2 separate regions of the Sus scrofa genome follow, and region 2 is linked to region 1. Evidence: chromatin contacts called from public promoter capture Hi-C data. All regions are on one chromosome and are shown on one strand. Each heading gives the region's core, a stretch centred on a gene start, on an enhancer-like site or on the middle of the called end of the contact. The rest is flanking DNA. Distances are from core to core; before and after follow the strand shown. Region 1 holds the start of NFIB (nuclear factor 1 B-type). Region 2 holds the start of MPDZ (multiple PDZ domain protein).

What was found. Promoter capture Hi-C pulls out the DNA fragments that hold promoters and counts their contacts.
Region 2: a contact with region 1 is called in a promoter capture Hi-C map of fetal skeletal muscle, with 8 times the contacts expected there. The contact joins the promoter of MPDZ here to the promoter of NFIB in region 1. A contact is called at or near these places in 2 of 5 promoter capture datasets (fetal skeletal muscle and liver) and 1 of 2 datasets of contacts at active chromatin or transcription factors (skeletal muscle).

Annotation. Positions count from the first base shown.
Region 1 is chr1:208,180,093-208,185,317 of Sscrofa11.1, forward strand. It overlaps NFIB (nuclear factor 1 B-type), which reads left to right and starts at 2,305. Exons shown (of 12, transcript XM_021063648.1): 1 at 2,305-3,493. The coding sequence starts at 3,464. It overlaps LOC100514506 (a long non-coding RNA gene), which reads right to left and starts at 1,437. Exons shown (of 4, transcript XR_002335940.1): 1 at 1-1,437.
Region 2 is chr1:209,177,856-209,183,149 of Sscrofa11.1, forward strand. MPDZ (multiple PDZ domain protein) reads left to right here and starts at 3,615. Exons shown (of 49, transcript XM_021063703.1): 1 at 3,615-3,911.

The DNA.
Region 1 (5,225 bases), core at 1,055-3,554:
AAAGAGAGAGATGGGCTCTTGATTTTTAAAGAGACCCCGAAATAATGGCTTCTGTAAGAGTCCAGGCATTCAAAGAGGTGTGTTCAAGGACAGGAGTACATTCGTGCCAAGGGGAATGTCTTTTATGGTAAATTAACTCCGATTAAATTGAATATTTGTTCAAAGAGAAACTCCAGTAGTTAAAGCTGGTATGATCAGTAGCGCTTCCCCGCCCCCTTCCCCTCAGACTCCGGTCAGAGGGTGAGAAAAGGGATGCAGTATATTGTGAAATACAAAGTGATGCTTAGTGGACTTTTTTTTTTTTTTTTAAATCTAGGATAACGCCTAAAAATTTCTGAGAGTAATGAGTATTTGGATTAACCCAGACTGTCACCTAATTTCTTTCCTCTATAAAGACTGTCAACTTTATCCTGGCTTTTCAAAAAGAAGAAATGACCCACACAAAAGAAATTAACATTGTCAGAGCTCTGATTAGAAGATTTGCCTCTAGAGGAACAGGGCGGCCGCTTCCAGCGGTGTGTACCCTACAGGGTTAACTCCGGGGGAGTTCTCTAAATTTCCCCGACTTTACCTGTCTTCCCAGATTCAATGCCCGCCCCCCGCTCCCCGGCCTCCTCAACTCCCCCTCCTTCCCCAGCGCCTTTTTTCTTAGGGCTCTTGGTTTACGGGGGCTGCAGCTGGTAGACTTGGCAGGCTTGCCTCATTAAGAGCGCTCTTTGAAAACGGACTGTGTTTGAGCATTTCCCTAATGAGGACAGGACGGGGTTAAAAAGTGACCATTTCATGGTTGACTTGAACCTGCCTACTTTTCTTGATGTGTCGTTGTGAAATGCTTGATGTGGATAACTCCCACTTGGTGATGGAAAAAGTCACTGGTTCCTTCAGGTCGGCTGTGGGGGTGGGGAGTGAAGGGGAGGAGGCGGTGGGCAGGAACCGGAGAGACTGAGAGAGGAGAAAGTTGAGGGAAAAAAAATCGAGGTAAGGGAAGCGGGGAAAAGAGGAAAGAAGAATCAGAGGAGAGCCTCGAAACAGCCCCAGAACACAGCCGGAGGCGGGGGAGGCCCCGCCCCGGGGCTAGGTTGTCAGGTCCCATTCGCAGCCCCGGGCTAGGTAGACACGGAGCCCCTGGCACTCACTTTTCCTCTACCCATTGTCTGCCCAGCCTTTGCATCCACCTCTTCCCCACCCACCCCGAGCCGAAAACCGGAATGTGGGGGGTGGGGTGTGTATGTGAGTGAGCGAGTGAGTGTGTGTGTGTGTGCGCGCGTATGTATGCGCGCGCGCAGAAAGAGTGCAAGACAAACCGCCGGCCTCCAAACCTCCGAAATCAAGTTCATTCACACGGGGCCCGCCGCTCTGAGCGGGGTGGGGGCAGGGCCCCGCGCGGGAGCAAGGCGGGCACTGCCGCCTCTGCAGGGCTTGTAGCGGCACACGCACCCGGCTCGCGCGCGTGCGCGCGCCCGGCCGCCCCGCAGCCCCGGGTGCGCCGCGGCCCCGCCCTGCCTGCACCCTAGCTGGGCGGGAGCCGCTTTCCGCCGGCGCCCCGGGCCGCGGGGAGGTGGGGATTGGGAGAGAGCCAAAGGGGCTGCAGGAGGAGTGCTGAGCGGGTTGCAGGAGGAGGAGGAGGCGGGAGCTGGAGGCAGCGGTGGCGGCAGTTCGGACCAGTCCTCCCGCTCCGAGCGAGGCCACGTGCACCAGGCACCCCCCCAGGGAGGGCGGCAAACCACGGCGAGGCGCGCTGCTTCTGCGGAGCTGCTCGGGGGCGCGGGCCTGCGCTGGGGAGACCCCCGAGGGCCCCGCCCCCAACCATGCCGGCGCGCCCCAACTACTTGAGCCCAAGTTCACTCAGGCCCCCGCCTCCCCGACCTCCCCCTCCTCCCTTTAGCCAGCGGGCTTGGCATACCGCGCCCGCCCGGGGTGCGAGAGTCGGCGCCCCAGCCCGGGCCCCGGGGCGGCCAGGGTGTGAGGGAATTTTCCATTCGTTCCTTTCTCGGGCCCAGTCCGGCTCAGTGTTTCTTCCACTTGGAGGTTCCCGCGGCTTAAAGAGTGCGCAGCGAGCACCGAAATAGCTCTTCCAGGGCGGGTTTTCGGGGGTGTGTACGTATGGTGGTGGTGGGGTGCGGGACTTATTCGTCCAAAGGGCGAAAGAAAATCTATTAAAAGAGAAAAAAAAAAGTGGTTCTGTTGAACTGGAATGAGACCTTAAACGAGAGAGGGGGGGGGAGGGAGAGAGAGAGAGAGAGAGAGAGAGAGAGAGAGAGAGAGAGAAGCTAGTGGAGGAGGAGGAGGAAGGTGGGGGGCGGGGGGTGTGGAGAGGCTGGTGCAAAAGGAATGCGCGTTTGCAGGAGGAGGAGTAAAGCGATGATTGTGTAATTAAATAATAAAACAATCCTTAAGTCTGATTTGGAGAGAGCTCGAGCGGGGTCCAGAGGGTGGAACCGGTGAATTTTTCAACTTCCAAGTTTTGCAACGAAAGAAAGCGAGAGAGGGAGGGGAAAAAAGAGCCCAGAGCAGAAAAGAGAGGAGTTTGCAGCCGAACGGGAGAGCGGGATTTATCGTTTGGGATTTTTCAGGAGCGCGTTCCGATCCCCCTGGGCTCTGGGCAGCGGCAGCAGCAGCAGCCTCCTCGCTCAGCCGGGTCAGACGCGGGGCGAGGCGGGCGGGCCGGCGGGCGGGCGTGGAGGAGCCTGCGCGGGCGGCTGCAGCCGGGGACCGCGCGCCGCGAGCTTCTTCCGCTCGGGAGACCTGCGCTCGCGCCCCCTCCCTCACCCCGGCCTCTCCAGGCTCCCCCACCCCACCCCGCCCCCACCCAGGCCCTCTCCCGCGCGCGCCCCGCCACCCGCGCGCACTCGCTCACGCTCCCCCTCGCGCACACACATGGTCGGCTCGCGGCAAAGTTTCGCCTGCGATCACCACTCCGGGATCCTGCCGCAGTGCTCCGGGCTGTAACCTTGAACTTTCCCAGCGCGGTGACACATTCTCCTCGCTCTCCCTCCCGCCCTCTCTCCTGCGCCCCCCTCCCCGCCTTTTTTAAAAAAGCATTTCACCACCACCTACTACCCCAATCCAACCCACACCGAACCTTCGTGCACCCCCTAGCCCCCAACAACAACAACAACTGCAAAACAGAAAACAAATCCCCAAACCCGGGCGAAAAGCAGCCAACACCGGCGGCGGCGGCGGCGGCGGCCTCGGCGAGCACGGCCAGCGCGCTCGGACTGCAGGAGGGTTAAAAGTGTAGATTGGATTTCAACCCGGGAAATCTAGCACGCCGAGTGAACTTGAATCTTTGGCTATTTAAGGAGGACTGGGTTTGTTGTGAAGTTGCGGTGATCCAGCGCAGAGCCCGGTCCTGATTGATCGCATCGCGAGGCTCAGATGACTGTAAAATGAATAGATGAAATTCTTGCTTTTTGAAGATTTTCTTGGGCATCTCCGGGAAAGTGCGTTTTAAGGCGAAGTCATGATGTATTCTCCCATCTGTCTCACTCAGGTACATGTCTCGGTCGCTCTCTCGAGCTTTCTCTCTAGCCCGAAATGCCTTTGTTTTGTTTTGTTGCTATCGTCTGCGGACAATTAATGGCTCTAGTTGATCTCCGCACACCCCGGTCCCCCGCAGAAGAAACAGCCGGGAGTTGCGGTGGGGTTTGCAGGGCGGCGTGGGACTCAGCGCACGGTCCCTCGCCCACGGTCACCGCGCGTGCCCATCCCGGCGCCCTGGGCACTGAGAGCAGACGACTGCGAGCTGCCAGGGCGGTTGGGCCGGGTGAGGCCGCCGGGGGTGGGCAGGGCCCAGGCCGGCGAGCGCTCGCCCCCTGCGGCCCCCCGAGTGCCTGCTGCGCCCCTGCCCAGGGTGCCCGATGCCCTTCTCGGTCACTTGCGCGCCGAGACGGACTCTGGCTTTAGAGGAACTTTAGAGGGACACTGAGCTCTCAAAAACAACTGGTGAACTTGGGCGAGGGGACCAGCACTAGTTGTTGTGGGCGCCTCTGGACTCCCGCTGAAGGCAGTGGGCATTCGACGAAGAGAGTCCGAGGTCGTGGTCCTGCGACCCACTCCTTTGCTTAATTTGGGGATCTGAAACTCTGGTGCATCGCGATCCGCATTTTGAGGTTTCTAGGGACCACACCATCAGGGCGATCTTTACGTTGACTCGAGTTGGTTGTGGTGAAAGTTAAGGACTTTTAAGAAATGCTCATTTTGTGCAGACCTGTTCATTTAACGATATTTGGGAGTAGATCGTAAGGTAGAAGTAATGCTGGAAAAATAAGATCCTTTAAAATTTTTTTCACTTTGAAATTTGTCCTTAGATTTTAGGAACTGTGTTATGAAATAAAATACTGGCTTTAGACTTTTATAAGAACACAGTTTATACAATTTTAAACCAGTTGGTCAAACGGAGAAGTGGCGACACCTAATAGTCTTACCTGGGGGCAGCTTCCATCGTTACCCAGCTAACTAACCAACTGATGAACTGACTAAATATCTTAGCCCAGACTTGTTATTTGAAGCAGTATTTTAAACCTCTAAAGGTGGGGGACAGTTGATTTCAGCTTTTAGGGAAATTTGTCACGATTAGTAATTGATAACCATTTCCTTTGACATTGGCTTCAAAACTAAACAGTTAAAGAAGTGCTGCCTAGTCTTAGGTGTGTTACAATTTTTAAAAAATCCAGTATCATGCTGATGCACTTTTATAAAGGACAAATGATTAAGATTTCAATTGTATGACAATTAGAAGCCATTGTGATTCAAAAGGATTGAGGCATTCATAAATTGTGAATGAAGATGAAAACAATGATAAGGCTTATTCAGTGATTGGATACAGTCCTGTAGCTTTTTGGCTGACACATTTTTTATTGTTTATATTTTGTTTGGCATCTGAGTATGATTAACTTAGATATGGCTATTTTCCGTAAGTAAACGTGCACTTTAATTTAACAAAACTGGAAAAATGAGTTGCTGAGCTATTTGTATTTTTAACGCTGTGAATAATGGCCAATAAATATGATGAAAGTGTTTCAGGTATAACGAATTGTCTTCAGTTGCAAAAGTTACCTTTCATATTACCCACCAGCAGATTTTTTTCACCCTCTTTCTGGTAAACCACATCCATTTGATATGATTTTTATGTTATTGAGACGTAGTTCAAATAAAACAAATTGAGATAAGCTTTTCACTTACAAAGTGCTGCACCATTTACTCTCACCTGTAAAGGATTTTTT
Region 2 (5,294 bases), core at 2,365-4,864, 1.0 Mb after region 1:
GTATTATTAATCAATACAAATGGAGTGAGTTTTGACCCACCTCATAGAGAAGAGTAGCTCTAATTTATCTGCTTTTTTTTTTCTTTTTTTGTCTTTTTGCCATTTTCTTGGGCCACTCCTGTGGCATATGGAGGTTCCCAGGCTAGGGGTCCAGTCAGAGCTGTAGCCACCGGCCTACCCCAGAGCCACAGCAACGTGGGATCCGAGCCGCGTCTGCAACCTATACCACAGCTCATGGCAAGGCTGAATCCTTAACCCACTGAGCAAGGGCCAGGGACTGAACCCGCAACCTCATGGTTCCTAGTCAGATTCATTAGCCACTGAGCCATGACAGGAACTCCTTCATCTGCTTTATACTTTGGCTTTCTCTATAAGACTTTACATCATACAAAAAAAAAAAACAAAACATTTTTTGGAGTTCTCATGTGGTGCAGCAAGTTAAGGATCCGGCATTTTCACTGCAGTGGCTTGGGTCACTGCTGTGGTGCACGACTGACCCCTGGCCCTGGAACTTCTGCATGCTGCAGGCATGGCCATAAAACCCTACAAAAAAAAGAAAACAAAACATTAAGAAAAAAAAATCAGTGCAATATACTATACTTCCCTGTTACTTCTAAAAATCTTGGGTCATCTGGGTTAGAATAAGCAGAAGAGAATGGAGCCATAATGATAAGGGTTTACTTCAAAAGGAGATGTTCCAGGATGGAATCATCCCGAGTGCTGGATAACTTGATGGAAGAGATAACAAAAGCAACGGGTCTTTCCGACCTCTGAGTCTTACCATTGAAGGTGTGCACATATGGTTTGCTTTGCTAAATGAGACCAGAACAATAACGTCTTTTAAACCAATCCTTTTTTTGATTCTCATTTATAGGTTTGGAACAAAGCAAGGTATTAAATTCGTTAAGCTTGCCTCTAATTCAGTGTTATGGGTTCTTTTCCTGTGGTTCAAAAACATAAAAGCCATTTTACCTTTCAAGACCCTCAGAAAAACTTCAGTGCCTGGTAATGGAATCATTCTCCTTCTATACTTCTCCAACCAACTAGCACTGCATGCACTTACTTCCCTTGCATTTGGGAATGACCAGATTTGGGAAGGAACAAAAGGGAGGGCTTTGCTATTCAAAGAGGAGGAATCCTTTGGAATTTCTAAGCAATAGGAGAATCTTCTCCAAACGGGATGCCCTGGGATGACTCTGTGGCAAGAACATGAAGTTATATAGACAAATCATTCATTCTTGCATTCATATACTCATTCATCCCATGACATCTGAGCAATAATTAGGTATGAAACATTTTGCTAGGCTTGAGGATGAAATGATGACATTGGCCCTACTCAAGTAGTTTATGGTCTGAGGAGGAAGAGAAATATTGCTTCTATAACTAAATATGTAAACTAGATATATAAAAATACAAAGTAGGATGAATACTATGGAGCAAAAGTATAGATGAGAATGTATCTCAGGGGGGGTATCCTAATTTGTGGGAATCACAGAGTAACGTCCATGGGGGTACCATTCACTGAAACACTCGACTAGGAAAGGCAGCCAGGCCTGAGCAGAAATATCTTGGTTCCCTTCGGGGTAATCTAGGTTTGAGACAAGCATACAGGGGAGTCAAACACTCAGATGGAGAAGTCTGGATTAAAAACAACATTTTAGGAATCCTTAACCAATAAATGATAAGCTGAAGGTGAGAATGAACTTACTGAGGGACAGAGTTAAAAAAGAAAAGAGGGCCCATCACTGAGTCTTGAAGAATTCCATTTAAAGATTAGGGAGAGATTAGTTGGCAAAGGATATCAAAGAATGGTCTGACAGAGGCAGATCTACTTTGCAGCTAATAAAGGCAAAAATTCTCTTGCCTAGGGAGAGTGGGCAATGGGTTTACATAGGTATATATTATTGTAAAATTGTCATAAGAATGCTATCTTTGTTTTTCTTCTCTTAAAGCCAAGCCCCAAATTGTAAGCCAAACTTCAGTTTTCACACATCTGCCCCTAACTAAGAGGAAGGAGCAAAACCAACAGAGAGTGACTGCATGGACTTTCAGGGGGAGGGGAACACTTCAGCAAGAGAGTGTGTAGCAGTTATGACTGCATCTAAAGCAACAAGGAACAGGAGGAGTGAAACATATCCACTGAATTCAGGTAGTGGGTAGTCACTGGTGACCCCTAGCAAGAGCCATTCAGTTCAGTGGTGTGATGGGGGCAGGCAGCCAGGTGCAGTTGGTTGATTTCAAGACACTTAACTGTGAAGAAGGGAGAAAGTGGGTATATGGGCGAAGATGGGCTGGAGAGGTATTTCCTTTCTTCCTCTCTTCCATCTTTCTCTTCTCTCCTCTTTCTTTCTCCTTTTCTCTCTCTTTTTCAAGATGGAGAGTCTTGAGGGTGCTGATTGAAAGGGTACACAAGATTGAGATTGTGTCGAAGAGACAAATGAAAAGATAAGGTGGAATGAGTTTTCCTTTATCCTATCTTAACTTTCATCTTCAGAAGACCCAGAGGAAATGAAAAGCCATAGACTCGTGAAGAAATCTAGTCAAGTGTTTTTATTTCTTCGGTGGGAAAAATCACACTATTTACAAAAGCACAAGAGTCCTTGGGCTAAGGACACTCTCTCCATCCAGGACACTGAGCTCACTTTACTTAACTTCTGGTCATTTGCAGGCAAATGTTCTGTTTCACAGATTTCTGAAAATATCTGTTTAAAAACTCAAACCAGTTTCCCTCTGAAGCCTTGTATATTTTATTAGCCATGCTCCTCCTTAAACATTTGGTGAATGCCGTAGAAATACAATTGCGTTTCTAAGACAAAACAAAAAATTACAGGTCTGCCAAAGGAAAAAAAAATTCAGGATATTAAGATAAATTCTTGAAATATTTTAAGTTGGGATTCTGAGTATTCTTATTGTATACTTTAATATTAGACTTGACAAAGGGAGCAATTTTCTTCCACAGAGAAGATTCCTGGGACTCAGGAATTGAAGCTATCAGAAAGACAATCTTAAATGGCACAAAATAGAAATGAATATGTTTCTCCTGGCACCATGCAGTTCTGAATCCTTCTTTCACTTTCTTTTTGTCGTTTAGTTAGATCATCTCTCTAAGAATGCATATTGATGCGCTACAAGTGAACTTTTCAGAAAGTGAGAACAGCTGCACCACCTATGCATTTTATAAAGGTGTTTCTCATCACCATCACAGGCTATTTTAATAAGCTACCAGAGAGCAGTCCGCACAAAAAATAAGTTCCGAGAACTAAAAATAGAGGCTACCAGTTCTCACAAGCTGCCAGAGTTTGCAAATGAAAATACAGGCTGCCCACTGCCCAGTTAAACCCGAATTTCAGATAAACAACGAATAAATTTTTAGTGTAAGTCTATCCCCAACATGGCACGGGGCAGGCTTGTCCAAATTAATGCTTATTTGACAGTGACTTTAACGGGGCTTTTTTCCAGCAACCACACGGGGTACACTTCCCACGTCCGCAGCGGAGAGCCCACGGAGCTAGTTTAAACCCCAAGGCCGGCTGGCTGGGCCGCGCCCCCTGATTGGCCGAGGCGCGCCCGCGCCCCGCCGGCCGCAGGCGTCACGCAGCCCGGCAGCCCGGGAACCCGCCGCGCCGCCTCCGCCGCAGCCGGGGTCGGCGCAAGTGCGGCGCGCGCAGGGGGAGGGGGCGCGGCGGAGCGCGAGGCTGGTGTCGGGCAGCTGGCTTCAGAGCGGGATTAAGTTTCTCGGTTGTGCGGGAGCGTCTGTGCGTGTTTATCCCGAAGCTCCTGGCCGGGCCGTTACTTCAGGACAGAAGAGAGCGAGCGTGGGCGAGGCTAGGCTCTCCGAGTCCTCGGCGACCCCGGCTCCCCAGCCTTCTGCCCCTTTCGAGTTCCCGCCGGGGGCGGCCGCCGCGAGCCGGGTAAGCGGCGCCAGGGCCTGAGACCGGGCCCGGAGGCCGAAGCGCGCCCCCGCGCCCCGCGCGCGCGCCGGCCAGGAAGGTGCGCGGGCTTCAGGGGTTCGGCGCGGGGGTGGGGCGTGGGGGTGGGGGTGGGGTGTGGGCCCCGCGAACAGGGTTCTTGTCCCACCCCGCAGGGCCCACCGCTACTGGGAAGCCGCAGCTCCTCTGGGTCTTGAAAAGGATGGAGTCTGGAAGTTTCCTTTGCGACTCGCCGGGTCTTAGATTGTCTTGGTCCTTTCTGTCACCCCTCCCCCCTTCTTTTGCTCTTGTCGACTCTAAAAGGTTGAAAAGTTTAGTCTTTTCCTTCGCCTGGAGGGACATAGAAAGGGTGCCAAGGGGGGGGGACTCCGGGCCTGGTCCGCGGGCCTGGCGCTCCAGAGCGCGGGCGCCTGTTGCTCTCCGCTGGGGTGGCCGCGCCCGGGGCAGATTCCCGGTCCGTCGTTTCGCGGCGCTCAGCAGTGTGGGGTGGCCAAGGGGTGGGTAGACGCGCCCCCAAACTGGCGTCTCTCGCCTCGGCAGAGGGGTACTCAGAACTCAGCTTACTGGTACCCGCCCCCCACCCTCCATTCCTGGCGCCAGTGCACTTTCATCCTCTGTCTGGGTAGATGGGAGCATTTTCCTCTCGCTTCCCCCTTTATTCTCTGCCCCCCCCCTTACCCCCACCCCGAGCTCGCCGAAGGGGTGCCTTTGTTTGCGATTAGCCCCGGGATGCCGAATGTTTTTGGGAAGCGCTGTTCCAAAGACATGTGCTTGCGTGTACGTCTGTGTTTCAGCCTTGGTGATGGTGTACATTTTTGCTTGCATTCTTTGCAGAGGCACAAAGCCTGGGCTATTCTTTCCTGCACATCTCGTGGAAATTCAAGCTGGGACTGCTGAATAGAGAAGGAGGGGCTGAGCGAGGGCGGGAGGTGGCCGCTGCCTCGCAATGACGGGGGCGAACGGCCCCATCCATCTCCAGGGGTTGGGTTGCTGAGGTTAATCTGCTGGGGCAGAACCCGGGTATGGGCGCGGTGTGCCTTGGAGTGGATATGTTGGCGGCTAGTGTTTCGTAGATATCCTTAGATAAGAGGACCTTGACTTCACCAGCCTACAAAGAGACCTCTTTATGTCATTTTCATGTGGAGAGCGGAATACTCTGAAAAGCCGCTAGACTTTGTCATCCAGCTTGGTCAACAGCTGTGGTGTAAATATCCCTTTTGTGTTTCTATAGACATTTCTCTTTTGGGTCACCCTTTGCAGAATAAACAACACCCAGTCTAAAAAATTTACAAGGTGATGGTGTTTCAGGTTTATTTGTTGAATTTAGGTATAGGTGGCTACAATGAACTTTTTGTAAGAGTGGCA